Regions from separate parts of the Mus musculus genome. Here region 1 is linked to region 2. A link is a contact called in public Micro-C data. All regions are on one chromosome and are shown on one strand. The core of a region is the stretch at or near the end of the contact, and the rest is flanking DNA. Distances in the headings are between cores, read along the strand shown.

Evidence for each region. Hi-C and Micro-C count contacts between places; a contact is called where the count stands out from the background.
Region 1: a Micro-C map of muscle stem cells shows a contact between it and region 2, with 3 times the contacts expected there. The contact joins two enhancer-like sites. A contact is called at or near these places in 1 of 484 Hi-C or Micro-C datasets (muscle stem cells), 1 of 115 datasets of contacts at active chromatin or transcription factors (microglia) and 1 of 9 other capture datasets (embryonic stem cells).

Annotation. Positions count from the first base shown.
Region 1 is chr10:37,168,061-37,175,149 of GRCm38.p6, forward strand. No RefSeq gene overlaps it. Among named protein-coding and RNA genes, the nearest start is that of 5930403N24Rik, 32 kb to the left of the region's middle. Within about 2 kb of position 2,566, at least 42 of the 459 cell types and tissues checked have an H3K27ac peak or open chromatin away from gene starts, as enhancers often do. A contact at or near this core is called in muscle stem cells, where this site is marked.
Region 2 is chr10:37,334,151-37,340,729 of GRCm38.p6, forward strand. Gm26535 (a long non-coding RNA gene) reads left to right here. Exons shown (of 5, transcript XR_871577.1): 4 at 3,234-3,366; 5 at 3,671-4,798. Among named protein-coding and RNA genes, the nearest start is that of Gm26535, 18 kb to the left of the region's middle. Within about 2 kb of position 3,296, at least 173 of the 459 cell types and tissues checked have an H3K27ac peak or open chromatin away from gene starts, as enhancers often do. A contact at or near this core is called in muscle stem cells, where this site is marked.

The sequences.
Region 1 (7,089 bases), core at 1,316-3,815, 170 kb before region 2:
CCCCAGTAAATCTCTGCCATGTGAAAAAAAAAAGTAACTAGGGTGGTTTTGTTCTTTTGAAAGCAAGATTAGCTGCCCCAAATTTTTGAGCAATTGGGTGTCAAGGTTAAAAAGACATTTCAGGAAGATTTCTCAGGTACTTTTATGCAATGTGGTGAGACTTCCTGGAGGTCTCCTATTTGTAGATCAAACTGAGATTTCTCAGCTGTTCCTGCCACTGTTTGCTCTGCCATTATTAAATCTAACCCTTAGGAACCATAAACACAACCACACACTTTGTTTTGTAAGTTGTCTTGGTTGTGCTGTTTTGTTAGTAGGAAGTAACTAGCAGAGTGGTACTGTTAGAGGAGTGTATTAATCACTGTGATGGCTTGTGTATGTTGGCACAGGGAGTCACACTATTAGGAGGTATAACCTTGTTGGAGTTGGTGTGTCACTGTGGGCATGGCACCCTGGAAGCCAGTATTCTGCTAGCAGCCTTCAGATGAAGATGTAGAATTCTGAGCTCTGTCTACACCAAGCCTGCCTGGATGCTGCCATGCTCCCACCTTGATGATAATGGATTGAACCTCTGAAACTGTAAGCCAGCTCCAAGTAAATGTTGTCCTTTATAAGACTTTCATTGGTCATGGTGTTTCTTCACAGCAATAAAGCCCTAACTAAGACAGTCAGTCACAGTTCTCTAGAGTCTCAGAAGTTATGGAATGAATCTCTCTCTCTCTGTCTCTGTCTATAACTGTCTGTCTGTGTGTGTCTCTCTCTCTTTCTCTGTATATATATACAATACACATATACATATATAATTCCATATATAATATATATTTATTATGTATGGAATTTATTGGATCAACTTACAGGCTGTGGTCCAACAATGGCTAGCTATGAATGGAAAGTCCTAAAATGTAGCAGTTGCTTAGTCCTACAAGGATGGATGTTTCAGTGGGTCTTCTGTATGTACTAGAATTCTGAAGAAGTATATTCCAATGCCAGTAAAGGAATGTGTTAGCAAGATGAAGGCAAAGAGCAAGATCTTCCTTTTCCATGTCCTTATGTAGGCTCCCAGCCGAAGGTATGGCCCAGATTAAATGTGACTCTTCCCAGCCTCAAGATCCACATCAAATGTATGTCTTTCTACCTCAAAAGTCACCCTCTTCAAATCAAACACAAAATCTTTCACAGGTGTGCCCTCCATTTCTGTATTGTAGTGCTTTCCAGATATAGTCAAGGTGATAACCAACACTGGCCATGGTAGGGAAGTTTTGGAGGTGTGGCCAATTGGAGGACGTATGTTGCTGGATGTAGGCTTTGAGAGTTTACAAGACTTGTGCCACTTCCAGTTTGCTCTCCCTGCCTCAAGTGTGAGGTAAATGATGTGATCGCCCCACTTCCTCTCCTGATATCCATACTGCCTCCTGTCATACTTCTCTGTTGTTATGGATTCTAATTCTCTGAAACCATAGGCTCAAATGAACTCTTCCTTTTATAAGTTACCTTGGTCACAGTATTTTATTGCAACAACAGAAAAACAACTAACATAGCAACAAATAAATATTGACAGAAATTCCCAATCTGTCTTGGCCTGGCCTTCAGCAGAGTTACAACCAAATTAAAATAGGAAACAAGCATCGGAAGCTGCACACAGGTAAATAAAGCTTCCAGCCCCATTTCCCAGGGCTGGGAGATCACCTTCCACCCACTGCCACTGTCAAGACTCTTGGACTGGGTGGGCCACTTTCACTTCCAGCATCATATTCTATAGTGAGCTAAAGGAAAAAGACAGATGTGTTTTCATAATTTTTATAATTGTATGTTGCCTGGGCATCCCATTCTGAATACAAGTTGGACCTTCTCCTAGTCTGATTTGAAGAACTTTCCAGTTCTCAACATTTTTCAGGTTCTCAAGGTAGTCCTGGAGGCCATTCACTGTGAAATGGGAGAGGAAACAGGAGTTTGAAGGTACAGGCCGTGGATACAGGAAGGCATAGCTTGTAGGAGCATGAGGTGGCCACGTGCACTACAGAGGCAGGCAGGAAGCAGCCAGCTATTTGGAGATCTCCCTAGAACCTTAAACAATGCAATGTTATATGTATGAATAAGCTGCAAAGACAACAAACACTTCTATGTAAAACTTGAAGGCAAGGAAAACTTTTTACCTAACAACATCAATCTTCTCTCCCCTAGAAATCCATGAATAAGTTACCAAACTAAGATTCACATTTTATTTCCATTCCTCCACAGTTACTGCCTCTGTTCATAGGTATTGTATACTTGCTGATTTCTTGTCCTCCTTAAAGTTCTAAGAAATCCTTTTCTTTAAGTCAAGCAAAGGTAACTAGATGTGGCCAGAGTGTACATCATATCACGGGTCTTTCTCCTGGTTTCTTTCATTTCTCTGTGCAGGAGCACAGAATTCAGGAATGGCTGCTGAACCCTGGGAAAAAGCATTTTCTGTTTCAACTTGTGTAGCTTTTTAATCGGCTTCTTGCCTCCAAGCCTGGGAGAGCTCAATGCAATCTATCCAAGTGCAGGGTGGTGGGGGCGTCAGCTCCCTAGTGCTGGTGGTTCCCACGGAGCTGGACCCATGCCTGGTTGCTCCTGGGAATTGTGCTGTGGCCAGTGCAGCTGTGGTCCTCCTTAAGTGGTGGCCAAGAAAAGTCCCTTTCTATGAGCTGCCCTTTTAGCCATAGACACAGAGGCACCAAGGACATTGTAGGGGGATTCAAATGGTCCCTGCCCCATAAGCATAACCTCCTGAGGTTGTCTTTCCTCTTTGCCGTAGGCTGGCCTGCAGTTCCCATAGGTTACAGAAGACTTTAGAGTTAAGTTTGTGTTCCCTTCAGGCACAGCACTCTCACTCCCAAGGAGGAAAAGAGAAAGATTTCAGCATAGAAAAATAGAAAATAGGCCTCCTTTGTCCTCTTGGCAGAAGAGCTGAAGCAAGACAGGAGAGCCTGTGTTGAATCTGTTGCTTCAGCCTGTGCCTGCCACGCCTTTAATTTTTCAGTGGCACTGACCTCCACTTGCAGAATGAGGTTCTAACCAGATGGTCCCTTAAAGCCTTTCCTCACCTCACATTCTGTGGTTTTGTTTCTGTTTCCCTCCAAGGGCTGAATGAGAATGCACACATTCCAAATTAAACGCCGAGGAGTAAGCTCCAAGGAGTACCTGGAGGTCAAAGACAGATGTTACTCATCTTTTAGAGGACTTTTCGGGGGAAAATAAACTACGAGTAAAGTCTAGTAGATAAAACTGATCCTGGTTTGTCCATGAAATTTGGAAGCTGTCCCCTGAAGTTAGGCAGGGGTCTCCCGTGGTCGTAAATGAAGTGTTAAAATGGTAACTTCGAGGCTAAGCTGCCCCTGTCACTGCTTTGATTGCTTATTTTTGGTCTCATGTAGCTGAGGATGGCCTGCAACTTCAGGTTATCTGCCTGAGCTTCCGCTTGAACAAGCAAAAGTTCCCTACTAGAAAGATCGGGGCACAGGTTGGAAGTAAATCAATTAAAAATAAAAAGCAAAGCAAACAAACAACACTGGGGTTTTGTTTGTTTGTTTGGTTGGTTGGTTTGGTTTTTTTTAATTTCTGCTTTTGTGGTAGGGGAGGATAATGTCTCATTATGACTATCTATGACTAAGTATGACTATCCCTCCTAACATACACTGGCTCTTGGCTCTTGGTTAGACTGGTCTATCTTGTCCAGCTCCTGACTATTAGGAATATACTGCCAATCATTATGTGAAGAAAAGGGGAGTCATGGAGATGCTTGGCAGGGGTTGGCATCTATATGGTCATGTGTGTGGTTTGGACTGAAATCCCATAATATCCCTAATATCCCCAGGCAGTTTAATTCTGTAGCGGGACTAACATGAATAATTAAACAGAGCAAAGATGTGACAACATTGTGCTTAGGGTACAACACAGCTGTGATTTCAGGGGCTCAGGAAAGAAGAGGAACTGGGGGCATCTGTCACCTCAGAAACATGCTTATAACAAATGATGATTTAGCAGACTCACAAAATACTGTAAAACAGAGGCTACAGGGTGTGCCCTGTTAAGAGAGAGGGCTGCCAAGTTGCCATGGAATTGTTGATCAAGTCATGGCTATGGGCATCTTACAAACTGAAATTCTGTGCCATGGTGGGTCATCCACAATGCCTTCTTTCTAACTGAAAATTGGATACATTTTAAAATAACTGCTGACAGCCTACAGAAGGGAAAAGAACTGAAGGCTATGTGTGTATTGAACGTAATAGGAATTGCACACGTATGAAAGAACCCCTCCCCCCTTGCCTCCTCTTATTGGGAAAGGCTTAAAAAGTAATGAGAGTGTGAAGGAGTTTCTGATTTTCTGATGCTAGACTCTGGGATTTCTGTTGCGAAAGGATTCTCTTTGCTTTGATCCGGGATGTGATGGCTTTTTGTTCTGCAGCAGTACAGGGATGCTTTTCAATGGCTTCCTCCCTCCCCAGTGGCATTCAGTCCTGAAGAAGATTTGCATAGCAAGCATGATCTGCTTAGCCAGTGCGAAGTGGAGCAGGTTAAGCTCTGGAATAATTTTGCTGCCAGTAAAGATGATCACAGGTCTAAATGTTACAGACCTTTGAAGCCGAGGCCTCAGTCACATAAGCGATCCCGGATGTAATTCTACAGAGCACTGCAATTGATGTCGTTTGTATGCTTTGACTTCTAGTCTCCAAGAAGAATTGTTAATTTGTGCTGTCGTTCTGTCATTTGACTACATTTGTAGAATTTTTGAGGGTTTTTTGGGGGGGGTGCTTTTCTCAGTTTAGGGGCTGGGTGTTATATCTCAGAGACTGCAGTGTTTAATTAGAATCTGTAAAGTCCAGAATTTGATTCCCAGAATTTGCAAATGACAACAGATTGTTTTACAATGACACCCCCTACCCCAAATTTTTAGCATGGTCAATTCATGTAGTTTAAATTCGTAAACATCCCAGGGCTAAGGGTGTAGTATTATTGGAAAACTGGATTTGGTGGGTAGACCAGTTAGTTTTCACTGTCAACTTGACACGAACTAGAAGGGAAGAGATTTTTTTTAAAGAGAGGAGTTATCTAGTTATTTAGATCAGGTTCACATGCAGGCAAGACAGAAGGGGGTGGGGGGTGGGGTGGGCAAGAGGATGGGGGACAGGGAGGGGAGAATCTTGTTAACTGAGGTAGGCAGACAGAGCCCACAATGGGCAGTTTTATTCACTAGCAGGGATGTCCTCAACAGTAAAAGAGAGGAGAAAGCCTTCTGACAAAGCAAGCAAGAATGCATTCATCCTCTTTGCTCTAGACTGGATATTCTGTGACTTGCTGCTTCATTTCCTGCCTTTAGTTCCCAGAAACGATGGGCTGTGTCTTCCCACTAAAAACCATTCCTCCCTTGTGTCGCATTTTTTCAGAGCATGTATCACAGCAACAGAAATAAACTGGAACCACAACACATGTGCACATGCACACAGTCTCAATCTTCAGTAGGTAGAGGCAGCAGGATCAAAGTTCAAGGCCATGCTTGAGTTCAAGACTAGCCTGAGCTACAGGAGATCCTCTCAAAAAGAAAGAAAGAAAGAGAGAGGGGGGGGAGGGAGAGGGGAGGGGAGGGGAGGAGGGGGGAGGGGAGGGGAGGGAAGGGAAAGAAGGAAGGAAGGAAGGAAGGAAGGAAGGAAGGAAGGAAGGAAGAGAAAGGAAGGAAGGAAGGAAGGAAGGAAGGAAGGAAGGAAGGAAGGAAGGAAGGAAGGAAGAGAAAGGAAGGAAGGAAGGAAGGAAGGAAGGAAGGAAGGAAGGAAGAGAAAGGAAGGAAGGAAGGAAGGAAGGAAGGAAGGAAGGAAGGAAGAGAAAGGAAGGAAGGAAGGAAGGAAGGAAGGAAAGAAGGAAGGAAGGAAGGAAGAGAAAGGAAGGAAGGAAGGAAGGAAGGAAGGAAGGAAGGAAGAGAAAGGAAGGAAGGAAGGAAGAAAGAAAGAAAGAAAGAAAGAAAGAAAGAAAGAAAGAAAGAAAGAAGGAAGGAAGGAAAGAGCCGGTGTTGGTGGCGCACGCCTTTAATCCCAGCACTCGAGAGGCAGAGGCAGGCGGATTTCTGAGTTCGAGGCTAGCCTGGTCTACAGAGTGAGTTCCAGGACAGCCAGGGTTATAAAGAGAAACCCTGTCTCGGAAAACCAAAAAAAAAAAAAAAGAAGGAAAGAGAAAAAGAAAGAAGAAAAGGTAGGAAAGGAGAATAATATTAATATTTGTCATGTTTCAAAAGTTTATGATTTTTTTCCCTTTCTTTCCTTTCTGAAACATGAGAAATATTATTTCAACTCTTAATCTTTGGGAGTTTGCATTACTTTTCTGTCTCCTCTCTTGACCCCTTTCCCTCTTTGTCTGCTGATAAATGTTCTACTTAGAACTTGCACCTCTTTTTGGCCATAGGTATCCTCTACTGTCCAGTGTCCTCAGATTGGTTTTGTAGTGGCTCACAGTTTGCAGGAGTCCAGTCCCAAAGCACCTTCCTCTGCAAACTTTGGTGGCTCTCTGGAGGTCGGCTGAGGAGGCCAGTGAGTGCCTGCACAGCCCTTTCCCTCTGACCACTCTGCATGGAGTTGTTCTTTCCACTTTCTCCCTCTCCCTCTGTCCATCCCATCTTCCAAGCCCTGCACTGGTCTTCCATCCACATAGTAAGGGCTGTGTGTGCTGGAGCCTCGTGGCTCACCTTGCACTATTACCTGCCCTGTGCCTGTGTGCTCTTACTTGGTTTCCCTGTCTGAAGAGTCTCAACTTTATTATCCATAAAAATGCTTTATTTCAAGCAAACATTTTTTTTTTTTTGTTTCTGGTGTCTTCATAATTTACTTTACTTCAGTTTCTGCCATCAGGTTTTTCTCATCTTTCTTTAGCTTCACTTTTTGTTTACTTACAGGTAACGTTAGGATAAATGTCCCAGATGTTTTCATAAACTTACTGATGTTCTGGGTTATGTATTAGAGCAGTGATTCTAAACCTGCAGGTCCTGACCTCTGGGGAGACGGGGGGATCCAACAACCCCATCACAGGGGTCACCTAAGATCATCAGAAATCACAGATATTTACATTATGATTTATAACAGT
Region 2 (6,579 bases), core at 2,046-4,545:
TTTCCTCATTTCAGTGATCTTGGAACTGACCCCCAAATAGCCAAGATTTAGAGTGGATGCCAGTAGAATGATTTCAGTTTCTTTGCTTTGCTTTCTTTATTGTTATTGTTTTGGAGACTGGGTTTCATGTAGCTCAGGCTGACCTAGAACTCACTATGTTGCCTTTAATCCATCTTCCTTTTGTCTCCATCTCCTCAGTGGTGGAAGTAGAGGTTTGGAGGGGATGGTCTTACTCTCATTAATACAGGAACCCAGAAATGGACTCAAAAGGAAACTCAAGGTGTAAGACAAAAAGACAGCAAAGGTTACAAGAAAACCCTAGCAGCCACCAGGAGGAAATGGCATGGGTAGAGAGAGATGGCTTATTAAGCAGGGAAAGAACTAGCTAAAGAGTAGAAGTGAGTTACTGAGCTGAGGAAAGAACCTCCCAAGCCCTCAAGCCTTGGGTGTACTATCCTTTAGAGCCACCCCCTCAACATACCCCCAGCTCCCGAGCTTTGTTTCACAGTTGCTCTGGTCTGAGGGTAAGGAAGGGCTACTTGTCCTTTTTTGGAAACCAGCATGTTTCATATATTAATTTTGAGGTAGTCTTTTTAGTTCCGTGACTGGCCAGAGTGGCTTCTGAGCAGTGTTCTGTCTTCTGCAGGTTTGTTTTACTTTTTCCACCTATAGTTCCCTGCCCTCTGCCCCATTCAAATCAGAGGATCTTCCAAATGGGTTTTAACCTTTCATCTTTCCTTCTCCACCACACACCCCCACTCCCTCCACCTCCTCTGCCCCACCAAGATTTGATAGTCCTTGCACTTTTATTAGCCCAGGAAACTCCTTCCCAAAACTCACACCATAATGTGAGTGGCTGTTTAGTAGGTTTCCCTGCTGAGATGTCTTTATAAAACAAACACACTTTTAAGTGGAAAATGAGTATAGAGCATGAGGATTTTAGGCACAGGGACAGGACAGCTAGGTGAAGAGTAAGTGTGGGGCTGAGATTTTCTATTTCCTATCAACATCTTGGACACAGAGCTATATTTCCTTTACTGGGCATGAGAAACACTTCATTGTTTTCTCCATGGCAAGTGAGAGATCATCTGCCTTCAGCCCCATCACTGTAGAGAGCCCTGCACAATCATCAACCAGGGCGTGGTCACCAGAGTGAAACATCCTCTACTTTCACATGACCTTGGTGTTCTGTAGAAATAATTCTCGAAAGATTAGATATACTGGAAGGAGGATGATGTCACCGAGGAGATGCCTTCAGCTGTTCCCACAAAACCACAGCTGGAGAGGTTATAGGTCCTAGGAGGGTGGGGAATTTATACTCTCTTTATTTTGCTAAGTGGTCAGGTTGTCAAACTGCCTTTTGAATATTTGTGCCTGAACCCATGGATCAGGGCTGTCTCAGTCTTGGTGAGAGAAGCAGTCAAGACATAACTGGTCTAAGTACTGTGGATAAGTGACTGAATGCCCAGCCCTAAGTGAGATATCTGTGTCAACACTCCATCCCCGCACTCAGGACTTGTTCCAAGAGAATAACACCTAGGGCGTGAGGCAGAGTGCTGTGAAATTCTGTCTTTTTCATATGACATGACCACTGCACCCATGAATTCAGAATAGCTGTGGATACCTGCAGATCTATGCAAGATTAAGCCAGTCAACATTCTTGCATGAATGTAGGAGTGACTCATGAGGCACTACCCCTAACTGAAAATTGTATATGTACCAAGATGAGAGAGGGCCCAAGAATTTGGGGGTGGGGTGGAGAAGAGGTGGAGGGTGTAGGCCCATGCCCTGATATTTATATTTATGTGCATATAAGGAACACTAATTAGGCCCATTTGAGAGGTGGGGAGAGAGGGAGGAAGGGAGGAATGAAGGAAGGAAGGAAGGAAGGAAGGAAGGAAGGAAGGAAGGAAGGAAGGAAGGAAGGAAAGACATGAAGTTCGGATGGGGACCTGTTGGAGAGGAAAATGTGTTGGGATAGGGCCTTGAGGGAGTTGGCAGGACAAAATGGAGGTGGGTATGATTAAAAGATATATACATGTATAAAATTTCAATGAATTAATCTAAGGAGCAAAGATCCCAGAGCATCTGAGGAAATGCCTTTTTGAGCAGCCAGAGCATGGTCTAAGCTCACCTACATTGTGTTTTTTTTTCAAGCAGGCTTGACGATTTATGGGTTTAACAAGATTTCTCTGGACATGGAACTGTCTACAAACTAACTTAACACATTAATTCTGTCATGCCATAAGACCCTTAGTGCCCAGGGTGAGGTACAGAAACCCCATGGCTCAGTGAGGTACAGGGGAGGACTAATTAATTAAACAAATATGTCTTAAATATCATCTTAATAATTCTCTGAATGCTTTGTATTGCCCATAATTTGTCTATAGCACAATTACACAGTTCACCAATAAAAAATGGACATATTAGGGTCTGTGATTGTATTATTTTAACTTGGTAAGGCAGACTTAAATACAGCAAATGACCCTGGAACTGGTGTCCTTAGCCGTAGAGTCCTGTTCAGTCCAGGCTCTATAACAAAAACTGTTCCAATAGCCTGTCCTGACCTGTGAGAATTTTAAACATCTTCGGACCGAACTTTTCCTTTCATTGCTTCAAGACACAGATGGCATAGAGAAAACCAAGACATTAAGAGTTCAGTGTTCCCATCTTGGACCCCAGGCTCCTAAGAGTTTGCATATGTAGTAGGTGATTCATCCTAAAATTTTTTGTGTATTTCTATTCCTCTGATTACAGAACAGCTTCTTGTTCAGACATTTTCTAAGGGCATCAAAGGGCAACTAGAAAAATCCAGTGGAAAAAGCATTCGCAGCAGGTTAATTAGTTGCAGAGGAGAAAATAGAAGTGCAGTATTATTTGTTAAGACCACAATAGGAAGTGTGATTGTGGTGTCTGTATATTATTCCATTATTGAAGGAGAGGGTAGTGCTAAGTGACTGAAGTCCTCCTTTGAGGCTTGCTGATCTTCTCTATAAGGAGGCTGCCTCTTACACAGGCAGGACTTAGCAGGTTGCCTGTCAGGACAAGCCCAGAGGTGGCATTACTTGGTGTTTGCTGATCAATGACACTTTGGAGTTCTGAGAACTCAGGCTCAAGGAGTGACTCCGGAAGCTGAGCTGTGTGGTTTTGCCCTGGGATCCTCAGCCCAGCACAGGATTGTGATTTAGTGCCTTGTGACTCAATATCCCCAAAGCTTATTTGCTTTTCCTCAGCCTGCAATGCCCAGAAAGGAGTTGGTGGCAAGTCACAGACCACACCCCAACCTTTCAGTCCTTTTGCTAATTTCTGCTGCTTCACTTCAGAGTCCCAGAACAACAGTGTGATGACTCACCAGCCTTACTTCCTGTAAGTAATCATTTTCCCACGGTGAGTGATGGTTTACTCCCGGGGTTGGGGGTGGGGGTAGGAGGAAGAATGTTGACTTGATTTTTTTTTCCTGTGCCTCATTTCTGCTGACAGAGAGCTAACTTTGAGTACTTTGTCTCCATTTTCATGGTCATCTCCAAAACACAACTTTAAAAATATTTTAATTTGTTAAGCTAACTACCCTGAAGTGTATGTTATCAGTAGGGAACAAGATCATGATAAACCCAATACATAGTTTGTTTTTAAAAATATTTAATGGTGATTTTGTAATTTTCTTACTTAGTTTGGCGTGAAATGACTTCCTGTGGAGGCCAAAGGCTGAAGAGACCCCCATTGCAGCCCCATTCTATGTTGAGAGAGCTGAGACCTGAAGCACCTACATGAGTTGTCTGTTTCTACACAACTAATTGATAACAGATTGATTTGGGCCAGGGACCAGCTAATTTTAGGCTGTGATATTCTATAACCTTATGGATGATAAATAGACCTAAGCTTATCTGTGACTTGTCACAAGGAAACACATAACCATAAAACTTTGTGATGAGAGTATTTCTTTCTTTGGACAGAGGAGAATGGGAGAAATCATGTCTGTTTCATAACACGTGTTGTAAGAATAGGTGGGAAGGTGCTCAGAGTTTAAGCACACAGTAGGTGGTCAGTAGTAACTCTAATTATTACAGAGGACCTGGTAAGGTGTTCTCTGGTTCTCTGGGGCTTCCTTTCACTGGTTTCTGTTCTCCTTTAGGCTGTGGAGTGCTTTCTCCTGCTCAGCAAGGCTCAGTGCTGAATTTCCTGTGACATTTGCATGTGAGTTGTCTCATTTCCCTGAAACCCTGTCACAAGCCCTGGGGTTGCTTCAGAGAAAGATCTGAAACCCCTGTCAGGGAAGTCCCATGGAGAAGTATTGCCTTCCCTTCTGGAGTTTACAGCTCTCTTCCAGATAACTGGCCCTTCCAGCTATGGCTCCAGGCCTCTGATAGGGCAAACGGTGGTGGTAGCCAGGGACTATCCCCAGGCTCTGCTTCTAGCCCTTGATCCTTTTATCATCCCCTTCAGATGACTTCATCTGACTTTTCCCTATTTTGTTCTTTCCCTTTCACCCTCCTCCCTCACCAATGGAAATTTAGAGGGTTCTGAGATTCTTGGGGAACTCTGGGGCTGTATAGCTCTTGTCCTCACTTCCTCTAAACATCACAGGGGATTCCTAAAGCAAATTGATGGCCCAGCACCTCAGCAGGCGCCCTCCCCCAGGATGGAGTTACCACATAGGTGGACTCTTCAAATTCTGTTTTTGAGTTTTAACTGCAACGCACACACACACACACACAGTCACATTCATTCATTTTTGCAGTGTTTTCTGTTATTTATATTTAAATTTTCTGTAATTTAAATGCCATGTGTCACAATAAAATAGTCAATTTAATTAAATGGGTTTATTGAATTATGGTATGTATGCCTGCATCTCTGTGTTTGTATAAGTATTTGTGTGTATGTATTTTTTTATGTGCTTGCACATATGTGGTATGGTTATGTCTGTATGGATATATATATATGTGTGTATGTGATTATATAATACATTGCATATATGGGCATGTTTATGTTTATATGTGATGTGTGTATATAATTGTGTATTCTTTGTGGTGTACATGTATGTATATATGTATATATGTTTATGTGCTATATGTGCATATGTCTATATGTATGCAGTACATATTTATATGTGTGTGTATGGGTGTGTGATATGTATATGTTTGTGTAGACACATGCCTGTATGTTTGTGTAGTTTGTAAATGGACATGCACATATATTTGTATACGTGTGACATATATATACATATATATATATATGTGTGTGTGTGTGTGTGTGTGTGTTCATACATAAACATATATATATAAATGTTTGTGTATGTCTGTGGGTATGTATATATGGGTATATATGAGTGTGTATGGTACATAGATGTGTGTTTATATTTTTGTATCTACATGCCTGTGTAGGATATATATGGATGTATAGGTGTATGTTTTTATATGATGTGCTTGTGTGTATGCTATGTGTATGTGTCATATATATATATGTATGTTTGTATATTTGTGTCTCTGTGTGTATATACCTTTGTGTGTATGTGTATATGTGTTTGTTTCAGGTTTTCCATGTTGTATCACCAGGGAATTTACCTCTTGAGGGTCTGTCACAGCACAATCTGTAGCACGTGAAAAGATACAGCTTTGTGCTAAGTGCTTTGAAATGACATTGAGTAACATTAAATATTGCAAAAGCATAAAGGAGGAAACAGGATCCGAGCTGCAGCTCAGCTGCAGAGTGCTTGCAGAATGTGTATGTATGTGTGTATATGTGTGTGCACATGTGTGTATGCATGTGCCGGTATGTGCTGCTTTGTGTATGTGTGTGCACATATGTGTGTATGGTTATATATGTGTATGTACATATGTGCCTGTGTGTGTGCATGTAAGTGTGTGTGTATGTGTGTATGAATGCATGTGTGTGTGTGTGTGTGTGTGTGTGTGTGTGTGTGACCCGATAAGTTTCATTAGGGCTGTTTACAGGAGGGGCTGTTTACAGGACCCTGTGCACCTTACCAATGAGTGACTACTGAAGAAAATGTGTCTCCTTCCCCATGTTAAATAATATCTTTCTATTAATCCAGAGGGAGGAGTAGAATCCCATGATCCCCACCCCACATGTTAACTGGCCCCATCTTGTGGAAATCATGTCTGAGTAATTATGCTGTTGTGACTTCAGGAGTGTTACAGTTGTGTCATCCCTATCCCCCTTTCTCTTGGTCTTGGGTCTCTTCTCTCATCTTCCACCATGTTCGCTGAGACTAAAAGGGGGTATTGTAAATGTTCCATTTCTCGATGAACATTCAATATTCATCTTATGCTCAGCACTTTAACCAATTAAGAGTCTTTATAGTCACTGTTGACCACTATAAGAAAAAAGCTTCTTTGGCCAGAATTAATAGCAGCACTATTTTATGGGCATAAACACAATTAATTAGAAAGCAATTTGACAGGTATGCCATGTTTAGCAAATTAATAACGGTAGCTTCTCTACTAGGGCCTATAACCATTCCTCAAGTTATGGACTTTTACTGGGTTTATAGTATCAGATGTCAATTCCCTTTTGAGCAGGTTTCAATTCCAATCAGAAGGCGGTTTGTAACTGCCACAA